2 separate regions of the Pan paniscus genome follow, and region 1 is linked to region 2. Evidence: chromatin contacts called from public Hi-C data. All regions are on one chromosome and are shown on one strand. Each heading gives the region's core, a stretch centred on a gene start, on an enhancer-like site or on the middle of the called end of the contact. The rest is flanking DNA. Distances are from core to core; before and after follow the strand shown. Region 1 holds the start of PMM2 (phosphomannomutase 2). Region 2 holds the start of ABAT (4-aminobutyrate aminotransferase).

Region 1 (6,536 bases), core at 2,277-4,776, 140 kb after region 2:
GTATGATTCCATTTATATGAAATATCCAGAATAGGTGAATCCAGAGGGACAGAAAGCAGGTTAGTGGTTGCCAAGGGCTGGAAAAAGAAGGAAATTATTGCTCAATGGGTATATTAGTTCTGTTTGGGATAATGAAAATGTTCTGGAAATAGATGGTGGTGACGGTTGTACAACATTTTTTGTTTTGTTTGTTTTTGAGAAAGTCTGGCTGTCTCCCAGGCTGGAGTGCATTGGTGCAATCTCGGCTCACTGCAACCTCTGCCTCCCGGGTTCAAGCTTCTCAAGTAGCTGGGAATACAAGTGCCCACCACCATGCCCAGCTAATTTTTGTATTTTTAGTAGAGACAGGGTTTTGCCATGTTGGCCAGGCTGGTCTTGAACTCCTGACTTCAAGTGATCCACACGCCTCAGCCTCCCAAAGTGCTAGGATTACAGGCATGAGACAGTGTGCCCAGCCTGTACAACATTGTTAATATACTTAATGTCCCTGAATTGCACACTTAAAAATGATTAAAAGGATAAATTTGTTAGGTGTATCTTGGTATGGTTAAGAAAAATGGAAGGCTACACAATAAAAAAAATTTTTTTTTTTTTTGAGACGGAGTCTCACTCTGTCGCCCAGGCTGGAGTGCAGTGGCGTGATCTCGGCTCACTGCAAACTCTGCCTCCCAGGTTCACACCATTGTCCTGCCTCAGCCTCCCGAGTAGCTGGGACTACAGGCACCTGCCACCACGCCCAGCTAATTTTTTTGTATTTTTTAGTGGAGACACGGTTTCACCCTGTTAGCGAGGATGGCGTCGATCTCCTGACCTCGTGATCCGCCACCTTGGCCTCCCAATGTGCTGGGATTACAGGTGTCAGCCACCGCCCCCAGCGATAAAACATTCTTATTGACTTTCGAGTGGCAAAATAATAAAGATCATGCCTTCCTTCCTCTTTACTGTGTTACAAATTGTATAATGAACATATATTATTAATTATGCGGGGCAATGTATATAACTGGCTCAAGTTTATAAAATAACATACCAGCATCCGGTCCATTTGGCTTTATTACACTGCAGGGCCATCCAAAGCAAGAGCCTCTAGACCTCTGGGTGGTGAACAAATCTCAACTGGGGTTTCGTGCCCACCTGGAGGACATCTGCTCGTCAATGTGTAGTTAACATCCTGACAGACCTTTCTGCCGCTGGATATGTGAGGGGCACAGCGCAGGGCTCTGGAAGTCCCTGTTGACTGCTCGAAGCCTTTCTCCCTGCTAAAACCTCTGACCAAATGCTTAATAACATCTGCTGTAGGCTGTTGAGTCTGCCACACGTTTGACATTTATTGTTTATTCCCACACCCATCCCATGAAACAAGCAGGACTTTCCATTTTACAGATGTGAAAACCAAGCTTCAAAGAGACTCAGTAACCTGCTCCAGGACAAATGACAGAACTGAGACTTCTGACTCCAAATCTTATGCTCCCCCGCCACACCTCTTTGCCTTTCTCTTTCACACCAATGGACTCTATGGGTGACCTTGGCATAGGTTCTTCTAAGAACTGGCTCTTAACAAAAACTTCTGGCCATTATCTGACTGAATGTCACAAACAAGTGCTGTAAGAACTTGCTTAGAGCCTTTTTCCTAAACCTGTACACCAGCTCTTGCCTTGTGAATTTATTCACCACAAAACACATGTTCCCAGGGGCCCAGGCAAAGTCTCCAAGTACCCAGTCCCCTTTCTTCAGCCTTGCCCACACCCTCAGCCTTCCTGTTAATCCAGGCGACCCAGGGTTACCCAGAGGTCCAGGTCCCAGTTGTTCACTTGAGCATCTGATGTACCCCAAACACCTGTGTGAAACGCTCTCTGTCCAGGATGCGTCCATAGCGCAGGGTGACGTAGAAGGTCTGTTTCCCACTGTACCGCTGGATACGCACGAACATCTCCTGAGGCCGGTCCTTGGTTTCTGTCAGGGGAATCACATCTGCCATGGGACAGTATGTGTCCTGCCGCCAGCCCCAGAAGTTCAGATGGGCCACCCGCAGCGTGGTGCCAGACTCATTCAGATACAGGATACCAACCAGTCTCCGTAAGAAATAGCTCATCCAGCACAGCATGGTCAGGGCAAAGCCCGATATCCCACTCATGAGGCACACGGTGTTGAGAGTGAGGAGGCCCTGGGAGTACAAGTAATAGCCTGGTGGCAGAGCTACCACTGTCAGGGCAGTCTGTGCCAACTTCAGTCGTGACAGGAACCCGAACGTTCTGATGGCATCAAAACGGTAAAACATCCAGAATTTCTCAGTCTCTGCGTTTGGTAGTTTCTCCTTCGAGATGGGTGAACTGCTGCCCACCCACCTCTTAGGATCCTCCTGCCCACTGCAGCACCACAGCCCATGGAGAGGCCTTTCCCACACAGCTTTTCCCCGAAACCTACGCACAGCTCGGAGAAGGGCAGCCTGAAAGGGAGACAGTAGACCATTTCTCTCGTGGAACTCAACTACATTAATCACACGGCGAACATCTGCAAAGCACCATACTCTAAGGCTTCTGCCAATCCTGCAAGGTAACCGTTATTGCCAGAGGAGGGAAGGGTAAAGCCAGATGCTATCTCATGTGGGCATCACAACAGCTATCTAAGATAGTTATCACTATTTCCACTTTACCACTAGGGAAACTAAGCCCAGAGAGGGTAAGATATTTACCAAAGATCACACAGTCAGTGAGTGCAGCAGAGTCCTCCTTCCACCAGGCAATTCCAAATAAATACAAGAAAGGAGGTGCGGCCGTCATTAATTCAAAACATATCTAGGGAGGACAACCTCTGGGCTGGACAATGTATCCACAAGGGGGTGTGAACATTTCCCCAAGCAGGAGACTAAATAATCAATGTCTTAGTGGGGAACTCGAGCAACAAATCTGTGAGATATTTATTCCAATAAACTTTCTAATTCTCTGTTTGATTCATAGGCTATCTTGGGTGCTGGAGGGAACTGCTGCTTTCTCTTAGCCTAGTCTGGGGAAGGGGAAACAGCGGAGAAGGAGAAGGAGCGAGGCAGGGAGGCCCCAACACGTAGCACAAGGGTATTATTAGGTGGGTAGTGAAGCAGTAAAAGCTCTTATTCCAATTCTGGCTCCAACAGTAATTTGTGAGCAAATTACTCCACACCCCTGAGATTCGGTTTCTTCGCCTTTCAAAATGGGGACTCAGAACACAGTGAACCAGAAGATGGTTTCAGAGTCCTCAACTTAGTACCTAATGCACTGTGAGAGCTCGGCGAGTTTTAGCTATTACTACTGTGCGCATGTGACCCAAGGAGGGCAGAGAAAGCCCGGGAAAAGCGAACTGTAACACACGCCAGAGCTTCCTCCCACGGATCCTCCGAGTCCGAAACCCGAGCGTCGGGCCTGCCCGCCCCAGCCCTGACCCCGACCCCAAAGAGCATCACCCCCTCAAGGCTCGCCACCCGCCTCCTTACCATGGCCCCACCACCCGCTGCCGGAAGTAAATCCCACCGGCCCCCGGAACCTCTAAGAGCGCATGCTCGAATGTACAAGGCGGGCGTGATCTGCGTTGCACCCTGGGAGTTGCGGTCCAGGAATCGTGGCTGGCGCTAGTCCCAGGGGTTATGGGAACGGAGTCCCCTCCTCTTCCCGACGTGCCCTGCGGCTCAGGGGCCGAACCCGGAAGTTCCGGGCCGAGTTCCTCGTGCCGACGTGTCTTGTAAGGTGCGGCTAGAAACTGGGGACATGGCAGCGCCTGGCCCAGCGCTCTGCCTCTTCGACGTGGATGGGACCCTCACCGCCCCGCGGCAGGTAAGTGGCGGCCGGCGGGCTGCTGGCAGCCGACGCAGAGCCCGTGCTGTTCCCAGTTGGGGCTATCGACCACCCAGGGTAGGCGCCAAGGGGTGGCTAAGGACCGCCTACGTCCTCACGGGGCTGAACCCTATTCTGGGTGCCCTGGAGGAATGAGAGGGAGGCCCTAATCAGCTCTTCAAGAGCTCTGGTGCTTGGAAAGATGAGACGGGGCTGAAGAACTCTTAAGAGCAGGAAACTTGTGCTAGGTTGGAAAATGTAATCTGGACTCACCGCTAGTGCTCGGGACTGATAGACCAGGATTTCAACCCAAGATCAGGCCCCCTTATCAGCTATGTGCCGGCCCCAATCCTGTAACCAATGGGCTGTGCCGTGAGTCATGATATTAAAAACAGGTTTCCAGGTCAAACCGACCTAGTGGAGCCTCATCTTCACCTCTTGACATCTGTGTGACCTTCAGCGAGTTATTAACCTCTCTGAGCCTCAACATCTACAGCTTTAAATGGGGATGTTACCTGTTCCATATGGTGTCTGTGAGGATCAAATGAGATTGTGTAAGTTCTTGAAAATATGTTGCACACAACACACTAGGCCTCAGTAAATAGTAGCCACCTCCACCACACCCATCTCCAGCCCTTGCAATGGACTAGGAAGATGGAGGAGCCCTAGGTTATTACAGGCTGCCCGCTGAGAGCCTCTTTGGGCCCTTGGAAACTTGCTTTCCACTTTCAGATTTTGCTGCTACAGGCACAGATAAGTTTCAGTTACGATCAGCCTTTGAGGTGAGGCTCTCCTGGCCCCTTTTCAGAAATTGGCCACTGAACACTGGCCATTTCAACTTGAGACTGGACCCCAATGGTCTCACTATCCTCAGCTTCTACCCTCACCCCTCGTAGTTTTCGCTTGGTGGTAACAATGGTGTGCTCCAGAAGTCCACGTCAAATGCGTGTGACCTTAGACGTATCATTTTGCCCTTCTCAGCCACAGGTTTGATCTACCTAGTGATGACGCTCAACTCCCAAGTTCTTCAAAGGCTTTTTCTGATTCTGAAATTCAGTGATCACACACTTGGGTTTGTTAAAAGCCCATAGTGGTCTAAAACTCCGGTCCCCAATTCATTTTTTGTAAAGGGCCATATAGCAAATACTTTTGTCTTTGCTGACTATATGGTCTATAGTAACCACTCAACTTTAGTGCAAAACCAGCCATAAACCCTATATAAATACAGAGTGGCTGTGTACCAATAAAATTTTATTTATTTATTACAAAAACAAACAGCTGCCCAATGTGGTCTGTGGGCCATAGCGGTCTAGGGTTTATATTGCCACCCTTTTTTCATGATATCACTGGACCCTCTCAACCTTCCTCCATCTTTCTTCCCAGGTAGGATAGTTGTTATTACCGTTTTAAACATAAGGAAACACACTCAGTGAAGAACTAACCTTCTCAGTTTCACACAGCCAACCTGGTACAAGTCTCTGGGCCTCAGGATAATGGTTCCTGTCAAGTTTGCCATTTCCTATCTGTGCTAAGGTGGAAGCTGTTCTAGTCACTGGGTATGCCATTCAGGAAAGTGCTTCTGATTTTCTGATTTTCACAGTTCTGACTCTTTTTTTTTTTTTTAATACAGAGTCTCACTCTGTCACCACACTGGAGTGTAGTGGCCCAATCTCAGTTCACTGCAACCTCCACCTCCCAGGTTCAAGCAATTCTCCTGCCTCAGGCAACCAAGTAGCTGGTACTACAGGCGCGCACCACCACGCCCGGCTAATTTTTGTATTTTTAGTAGAGATGGGGTTTCACCGTGTTGGCCAGGATGGTCTCTATCTCTGGACCTCGTCGTGATCCACCCGCCTCGGCCTCCCAAAGTGCTGGGATTACAGGCGTGAGCCACCGTGTTCTGACTTTTAAAGGCCACTCCTGCAATTCTAGATTTTGTCTAATAGGTCCAGATTCCACTGTGAGAGTAGAAAAGATTGCACTCTATTACAAACCCTTCTGTACAATTTTAATCACATTCATTATTACTCTAAAAAATTTTTTTAAAGAAAAATCATTGAACTCCAAGTGTTTATATACTGAGGTTGAATTAAATGGTTTTTTGTATTTTCTAAATTTCTAGTAAAAAGATATTCTGCCTGGCACGGTAGCTCATGCCTATAATCCCAGCACTTGGGGAGGCCGAGGCGGGCGGATCACTTGAGGTCAGGAGTTCGAGACCAGCCTCGCCAACATGGTGAAACCCGGTCTCTACTAAAAATACAAAAAAATTAGCCGAGCGTGATGGCGGGCGCCTGTAATCCTGGCTACCTGGGAGGCTGAGACAGGAGAATCGCTTGAACCCAGGAAGTGGAGGTTGCAATGAGCCAAGACCACACCATTGCACTCCAGCCTGGGTGACAGAGCACGACTTCGTGTCAAAAAAAAAAAAAAAAGACATTCAGTGTAAATGTACAACTAAGATTGCTCAAAGTGCTGAGTTATAAGACTTGTAAAAATACATTGTGATGTGTCTTAATGTAGGGCTATTTTTTCATCTTAGTTTATAACTTTTTTAAAATTATCACACAGTTTGGAATTTACCATAAGATTATACCACTAAAACCACTCTTTCTAGATAGGAGCTTTGCTTTTAGAAGAGACTAAAAAATCTAGTCATCTTACTCTTTTACATTTTTGTTTTGTTTTGGGTAATTGCAATAAAATCAATTCTAAGCTTCTCCTTTTTTTTTTTTT
Region 2 (6,730 bases), core at 443-2,942:
AAAAACGAACAAAAAAAACTTGGTATGATAATCATCCATCCTTCACCAGATCATGAGTCCTGGAATGACAGAGCTGGCATCATATGAATTGCCCAGCCTGACCCTCCCAGCCATTCTGCAAATATCTACCAAGGAGTGTCCACATGCTGGATATTTATGAGGTATTGGGAGGCAGCAGGGAGCCAGGCATTACACCTGTCTGCCCTCACGGAGCCTACATTCTAGAGGAGGCAACGTGCAATAAACAAATAAATGCAAAATATAATGTCAGGTAGTGTAAAGAACCACAGTCCAAAAGCTACAAGTGAGGCAAAAAGGTGACTGCGTGCTAGAGCCATCAGGACAGTGCAGCACTTGTGTATACAATTGATTAAATTGATTAGGGTGCAAGGACTTCGCTTTTTTTTTTTTTTCCAGACAGCGTCTTACCTTGTTACCCAGGCTGGAGTGCAGTGGCGCAGTCTTGGCTCACTGCAGCCTCGACCTCCCGGGCTCAAGCGATCCTCCCACCTCAGCGCCCCCAAGTAGCTGGGATTACAGGCACAAGTCACCATACCCAGCTAATTTTTTGTATTTCTTGTAGAGACAGGGTCTCACTATGTTGCCCAGGCTGGTCTCAAACTCCTGAGCACAAGCCATCCTCCCACCTCAGCCTCACAAAATGCTAGGATTATAAGTGTGAGCCACCACATCTGGCCACATTTTTCATTTCTGTTGAACTGAAATCATGTGATGCTTTTCTCTTCTGTCTAGTAGGAAGATCACCCCAAGGGGTACAGTGATTTTGCCCTGTAGGACATTAACTGACTTTATGTGTAACATGGCCTGTTTTTGGTTTTGTTTTTGTTTTTTTGTTTGTTTGTTTTGAGATGGAGTCTCGCTCTGTTGCCCAGGCTGGAGTGCAGTGGTGCGATCTCAGCTCACTGCAGCCTCCGCCCTCTGGATTCAAGCAATTCTCGTGCCTCAGCCTCCCAAGCTGGAACTACAAGCGCACACCACCACACCTGGCTAATTTTTGTATTTTTTTTTAGTAGAGATGGGGATTTCACCATGTTGGCCAGGCTGGTCTCGAACTCCTGACCTCAAGTGATCCGCCTGCTTCGGCCTCCCAAAGTGCTGGGATTACAGGTGTGACCCACTGCGCCCAGCATAATATGGCAATTTTATCTCCTCATTTTTCCTACTTCCTAGAAGAATCCCTGTTTTTCGAATTCTCATTGGAGCCAGCTTTGTCATTGTGCCTAGGCCCTCATTAGTAAAGTAAATAAGACTTTTAATACATACTCACTACTGACTTTAAGATAATTATGTTTTAATGGTTTGAGAATTATAGCCTTGGCAGTGTTGGTAAGTACTAGAAAGAATAATAGAGCCATCGGGGGCTGGAAGAGTGTGAATGAGGGCGGTCGCTGCTTCAGGTGGGGAGATTAGGCCGGCAAGTGGGCAAGTCTTGAGGAGGAGGAGGAGGAGGAGGAGGGGGAGGGGGAGGAGGAGGGGGAGGAGGAGGAGGGGGAGGAGGAGGAGCAGGAGGAGGAGCTGTGCTGAGTGGGTGAGCGGATGAGTGAACGGAAACCCAGAGCTACCAGGGCTCCAGACTCTGGCCCGACCAGTGGGGAAGACAGGTGATGAGTTTGGTCTTGGCTTCAAGTCTCCCAAAGGGTCTGGATGTCATGTTCTCCTCCCCCAGGTTCCGCGGCTTGAGGGAAGCAGGGCCGTCAGGCACCTTGCGTCCCTGCTGGCCCCTGGCAGGATTCTCACCACAAGGTGGTGCCCCAGCCTCATGAATCCAGGGCCAGACGTGCCAGAAAGGAATCCAAGGTAATCATCAGTCCTGGCAGCCATGCCAAAGTGTGGGTCTACAGTGACTCTCGGGGGACCCTAACTAACCTGCTATACATTGTACAGTAGCACGTGAGTTCTGAGAGCCGCCAGTACCCAGCTAGCCCCAAACCCGAATTCGGATAAAACCCGCCTTTATTAAGAAATTACCGTTGGCCGGGCGCGGTGGCTCACACCTGTAATCCCAGCACTTTGGGAGGCCAAGGCGGGCAGATCACGAGGTCAGGAGATCGAGACCATCCTGGCTAAAATGGTGAAACCTCGTCTCTACTAAAAACACAAAATATTAGCCGGGCGTGGTGGCGGGCGCCTGTAGTCCCAGCTACTGCGGAGGCTGAGGAGGAGAATGGCGTGAACCCAGGAGGCTGAGCTTGCAGTGAGCCGAGATTGAGCCACTGCACTCCAGCCTGGGCGACACAGCGAGACTCCGTCTCAAAAAAAAAAAAAAAAAAAGAACTTAAAATTGATCTCATTTATCTGCCCAACAACTTTGTACTCATTTTATTCTATTTTATTTTATCACTATTATTGTTATATTTTTGTAGAGACAGGGTCTCACTATATTGACCAGGATGATTTCGAACTCCTGGCCTCAAGCAATCCTCCCACTTTGGCCTCTCAAAATGCTGGAGTTACAGGCATGAGCCACTGTGCCCAGCCTCCTGTACCCATTTTAGGGACACGTAAGCTAAGGCTCGAATCTTTACAGAGGCTGTCTGAGGTCACAGAACTCAGAAGTAGCAAGAATGGGCTTGGCATGGTGGCTCACGCCTATAATCCTAATACTTTAAGAGACAGAAGTGGGAAGATCACTTGAGTCCAGGAGTTCAAGACCAGCCTGGACAACATACCAAGACTGTCTCTACCAAAAGAAAAACAATCAGCTGGGTGTGGTGGCACGTGCCTGTAGTCCCAGCTACTCAGGAGGCCAAGGCAAGAGAATCGTTTGAGCCCAGGAGTTTGAGGTTACAGTGAACTGTGACCGCACCACTGCACTCCAGCCTGGGCAATAGAGCGAGACTCTGTCCCTAAAAATAAAAATAGCAAAGAAGTAACAAGAGGTGGGATCTAACACCAGTTCTGTCTTTCCATTGGAAACCCAGAGCTCTTTCCATGACCCCTGCCCAGGGTGAGTATTGTTTGTCTGAAGGAATCCAGGAGCCCTGTGGATTGGAGCTTATGCTGTGCCATTGTCTTTGGAAGGATCGAAGGGTTTGACGTGCCAGGGCTGGGACATGATGACAGTCTTATTCTGCCTGCCTCAGGCTTCAGGAACCAACTGCTGTTAGAGCCATGTGGGAGCGTTTCTTGGGGGTGTTTCTTTGGAGCGTTTCTTCTAGACCAGGAAGGTGACAACCTTCACAGTGGGATGCATGGACTGGTGGTGGAGTTTCCAGCTTCAGAGCTCACCAAGAAAGAGCATGGAGCTGATGGTTTGGGTCCTGGAGACAGGGACAAAAGGAACAGAGCCTTCCCCCAGCACCCCTTTCCACTGGAGGTTCCTCAGAGGCAATAAAGCTTGATGGTTAGAACATGGCACCTGGCATCTGAACTCAAACCAGCCCCAACACTCACCTCTCTGAGCCTCAGAATCCTGGTCTGTAAAATGCACACACTACTAGTACTTACTTCTCAAAGTTGGACTTGGTAATGTCTGTCAAGCACCTAGCATATAACCGGGCAAGGAAGAAAAGCTCAAACAATGGTAGCCATCACCAGGCGTGGTGGCTCACACCTGTAACCCCAGCACTTTGGGAGGCTGAAGCGGGTGGATCACCTGAGGTCAGGAGTTCGAGACCAGTATGGCCAACATGGTGAAACCCCATCTCTACTAAAAATACAAAAATTAGCAGGGCATGATGGCAAGCGCCTATAATCAGCTACTTGGGAGGCTGAGGTAGGAGAATCACTTGAACCCGGGAGGCAGAGGTTACAGTGAGCCAAGATTGCACCACTGCACTCCAGCCTGGGTGACAAGAGCAAAACTCCGTCTCAAAAAAAAAAAAAAGTGGTAGCCATGCCATCATCATCATCATCTCCCTATTATTATTAATCTCTGTTGCATTTCTATTAACTGTCTGTCTTGGGAGAATGGAAATTCCCCAAGTAGGCGGCCTGCTCAACAGTTAATGATGGTAAAACAGTCTCACTTGCCTAACCACTTCGCCTAAGTGTTACTTGACTGACAGGGTGGGTTATTTTGGGGAGAAAAAAAATCAGTCAAGCTCTCGAGTGCACCGTCCCTGAAAGGTTTCTATGACAACACATACCTGGATGTTCCAGTGGGAGGGTCACCTGGGGAAGAGTTCAGAGCTAAAATCAAGAGGGGGCCCCACCTGGAGGCTGGGGGAGGTCCTCCCACTCCTCCTATTTTTCTGCCTGTGTTTTCCCAGCCCTGACTCTGTATCCCTTCTAAACCTCTTCACAGCCCTGTGGGGTAAGTACTATTATTCTTACGTCCATTTTACAGATGAAGCAACTGAGGCTTGGAGAAATTAAAGCTTGCCCAAGGTCAGTCTGCTGATCACACCTTGGATCATCTTAGACCTTTCTGGGTTTCATTTGTCAGACTAGAGGAGTTACACTAGAGTGAGGTTTCTCAGTCTCAGCACTGCCAACGTGTTGGGCTCAGTAACCCCATGTCATAGGATACTGTCCTATGCATTGTAGAGCATTCAGCAGTCCCCTCGGCCTCTACCCACCGGATACCAGGAGCACCTCCCTGTCTCCCACCCCCCACCACAGTCATGACAACCAAAACTGTCTCCAGCTGTGGCTAGATGGCCCCAGTTAATAACCACTGGGCTAGGCAATAATCTTTCCTCTTTCCTTACACTTGTGCATTCTAAGTTTTTTAATTTTTTTTTTTTTTTAGATGGAGTCTCGCTCTGTTTCCCAGGCTGAAGTGCAATGGCGTGATGTCAGCTCACTGCATCCTCCGGCTCCTGGACTCAAGCGATTCTCCTGCCTCAGGCTCCCAAGTAAGTGGGACCACAGACATTTTCTATTTCTTTGCAAGCATTTTCTATTTCTTTGTAAGTTCACCTGTCTGTTCACCTGTGACACCATGCCCAGCTAATTTTTGTATTTTTAGTAGAGACAGGGTTTCACCATGTTGGCCAGGCTGGTCTCGAACTCCTGACCTCAGGTGATCCACCTGCCCCAGCCTCCCAAAGTGTTGGGATTACAGGTGTGAGCCACCGCGCCCAGCCTACATTTTATTTATGTATTTTTTTTTTTTTTTGAGATGGGGTCTTGCTCTGCCACCCAGCCTGGAGTGCAGTGATGCTATCACGGCTCACTACAGCCTCAGCCTCTCAGGCTCAAGCAGTGCTCCCACCTTGGCCTCCCGAGTAGCTAGGACCTAGGCACATACCACCACACCAGGCTAATTTATTTATTTTTTGTATTTTTGTAAAGATGGGGTCTCCTTATGTTGCCTGGGCTGGTATCAAACTCCTGGGCTCAAGTGATCTTCCCACCTCAGCCTTCCAAAGTGCTGGGATGACAGGCATGAGCCACCACGTCTAGCCCACTCTAAAGCTCTTTCCCAGGACCCATCTCATGTGATCCATGTGTGTTCATGTGACATTGAGGTCTTTCATGCAAAGATCCTTATCCAGGGCCCTAGAGCAGCCCAGCACCTGAGCCAGGTGCTCAGGAAATCAGAATGAAAATCATCTCACCTGCTTGGTTGTCTGGCACGTCTCACTGTATCACCCTGCTTTAAAGGCACAGAAACTGAGGGTCCCTGGGGAGGAGGGACCCACTAGGGATCCCACAGTCTGTGAGCGAGAAAGCTGGGTGGGAGCCCTGATGGGCCTGACTCTAGGGCAGGAGTTTCCACGGTATCCTCTAAGGAGTTTGAGACCAGCCTGGGCAACATGGTGAAACCCCGTATCTACTAAAAATACAAAAAAAAAAATAATAATAAACAGGCATAGTGGTGCACATCTGTAGACCTAGCTGCTCAAGAGTCTGAAGTGGGAGAATCACTTGAGTTAAGGAGATCGAGGCTGCAGTGAGCCAAGACCGCACTGCAGCCTGGGTGATGAGAGTGAGACGCTCTCTCAAAACAAAATAAAACAAAAATAGCTGAGGCTGAGAGAGACAAATGCCTGAGAAGGAACGGTGGGTCTGACCTTGAACCCTGGTGACTCCAAGTCAGGAGCTGCCTCTGGGACCCAGCATACAGCCTGGCACCTTCCAGGCAGAGCCCCTCCCTCTGCTGCCTCTGAATTCAGCAGGAGACTGAGCGTTTGCATACACTTCGTGTCTGAAAACTTCCACGATTCCCAAGATTCATTTCACAAAGACTTTTCTCATAGGACAGGTATTTGAAACATCAGGTTAACAAGTACCCAGCTTGAACAAAGCCTGGGTCTTCACAGCATGCTCAGTTTGTAGAAGAGAAAAACCCTACTCTGGGCTCTAATTTGCTTCAGCTCCTTTAAACACATCCTGAGCCCTGCTGTGTGCCAGATGCTGTGCTGAATACCTGGCACCAGAAGACCAATCGGGCCCAGGACTTCTCCCCAAGGAGCTTCCTGGCCAGGCGGAGACACCCCTGGAATAGGCCATTTAGGAGCCTGAGGCCTGCATGTAGCACTTAGTCAGCAGTTAAGTGTGGAAGTATAAGTGAGTAAATGGATGAATACATGAGGGTGTGAATGAACTAGAGAATTAATGACTGAATGAATTAATGAAGTTGACAAATGCTATTACAGAAGTGAGCACAGACTATGATAGCCCAGCAGAGAGGCATTTAGAACCTTAGCTGTGGCCACAGGTGATGGTGCAGGAGGAAAAGCCAATATCTGTGCAGCATTTTCCATTTCTTTGCAAGTTCACCTGCCTCTATCATCTGAGACTCACCCTGAGGATGTTCTTT

Evidence for each region. Hi-C and Micro-C count contacts between places; a contact is called where the count stands out from the background.
Region 1: a Hi-C map of fibroblasts shows a contact between it and region 2, with 5 times the contacts expected there. The contact joins the promoter of PMM2 here to the promoter of ABAT in region 2. A contact is called at or near these places in 2 of 3 Hi-C or Micro-C datasets (fibroblasts and induced pluripotent stem cells).

The regions. Positions count from the first base shown.
Region 1 is chr18:9,333,531-9,340,066 of NHGRI_mPanPan1-v2.0_pri, forward strand. PMM2 (phosphomannomutase 2) reads left to right here and starts at 3,527. Exons shown (of 8, transcript XM_003808297.5): 1 at 3,527-3,800. The coding sequence starts at 3,735. TMEM186 (transmembrane protein 186) reads right to left here and starts at 3,587. Exons shown (of 2, transcript XM_003808306.5): 1 at 3,464-3,587; 2 at 1,301-2,443. The coding sequence starts at 3,466. The coding sequence ends at 1,805.
Region 2 is chr18:9,200,000-9,206,729 of NHGRI_mPanPan1-v2.0_pri, forward strand. ABAT (4-aminobutyrate aminotransferase) reads left to right here and starts at 1,693. Exons shown (of 20, transcript XM_063597947.1): 1 at 1,693-1,818; 2 at 4,715-4,820.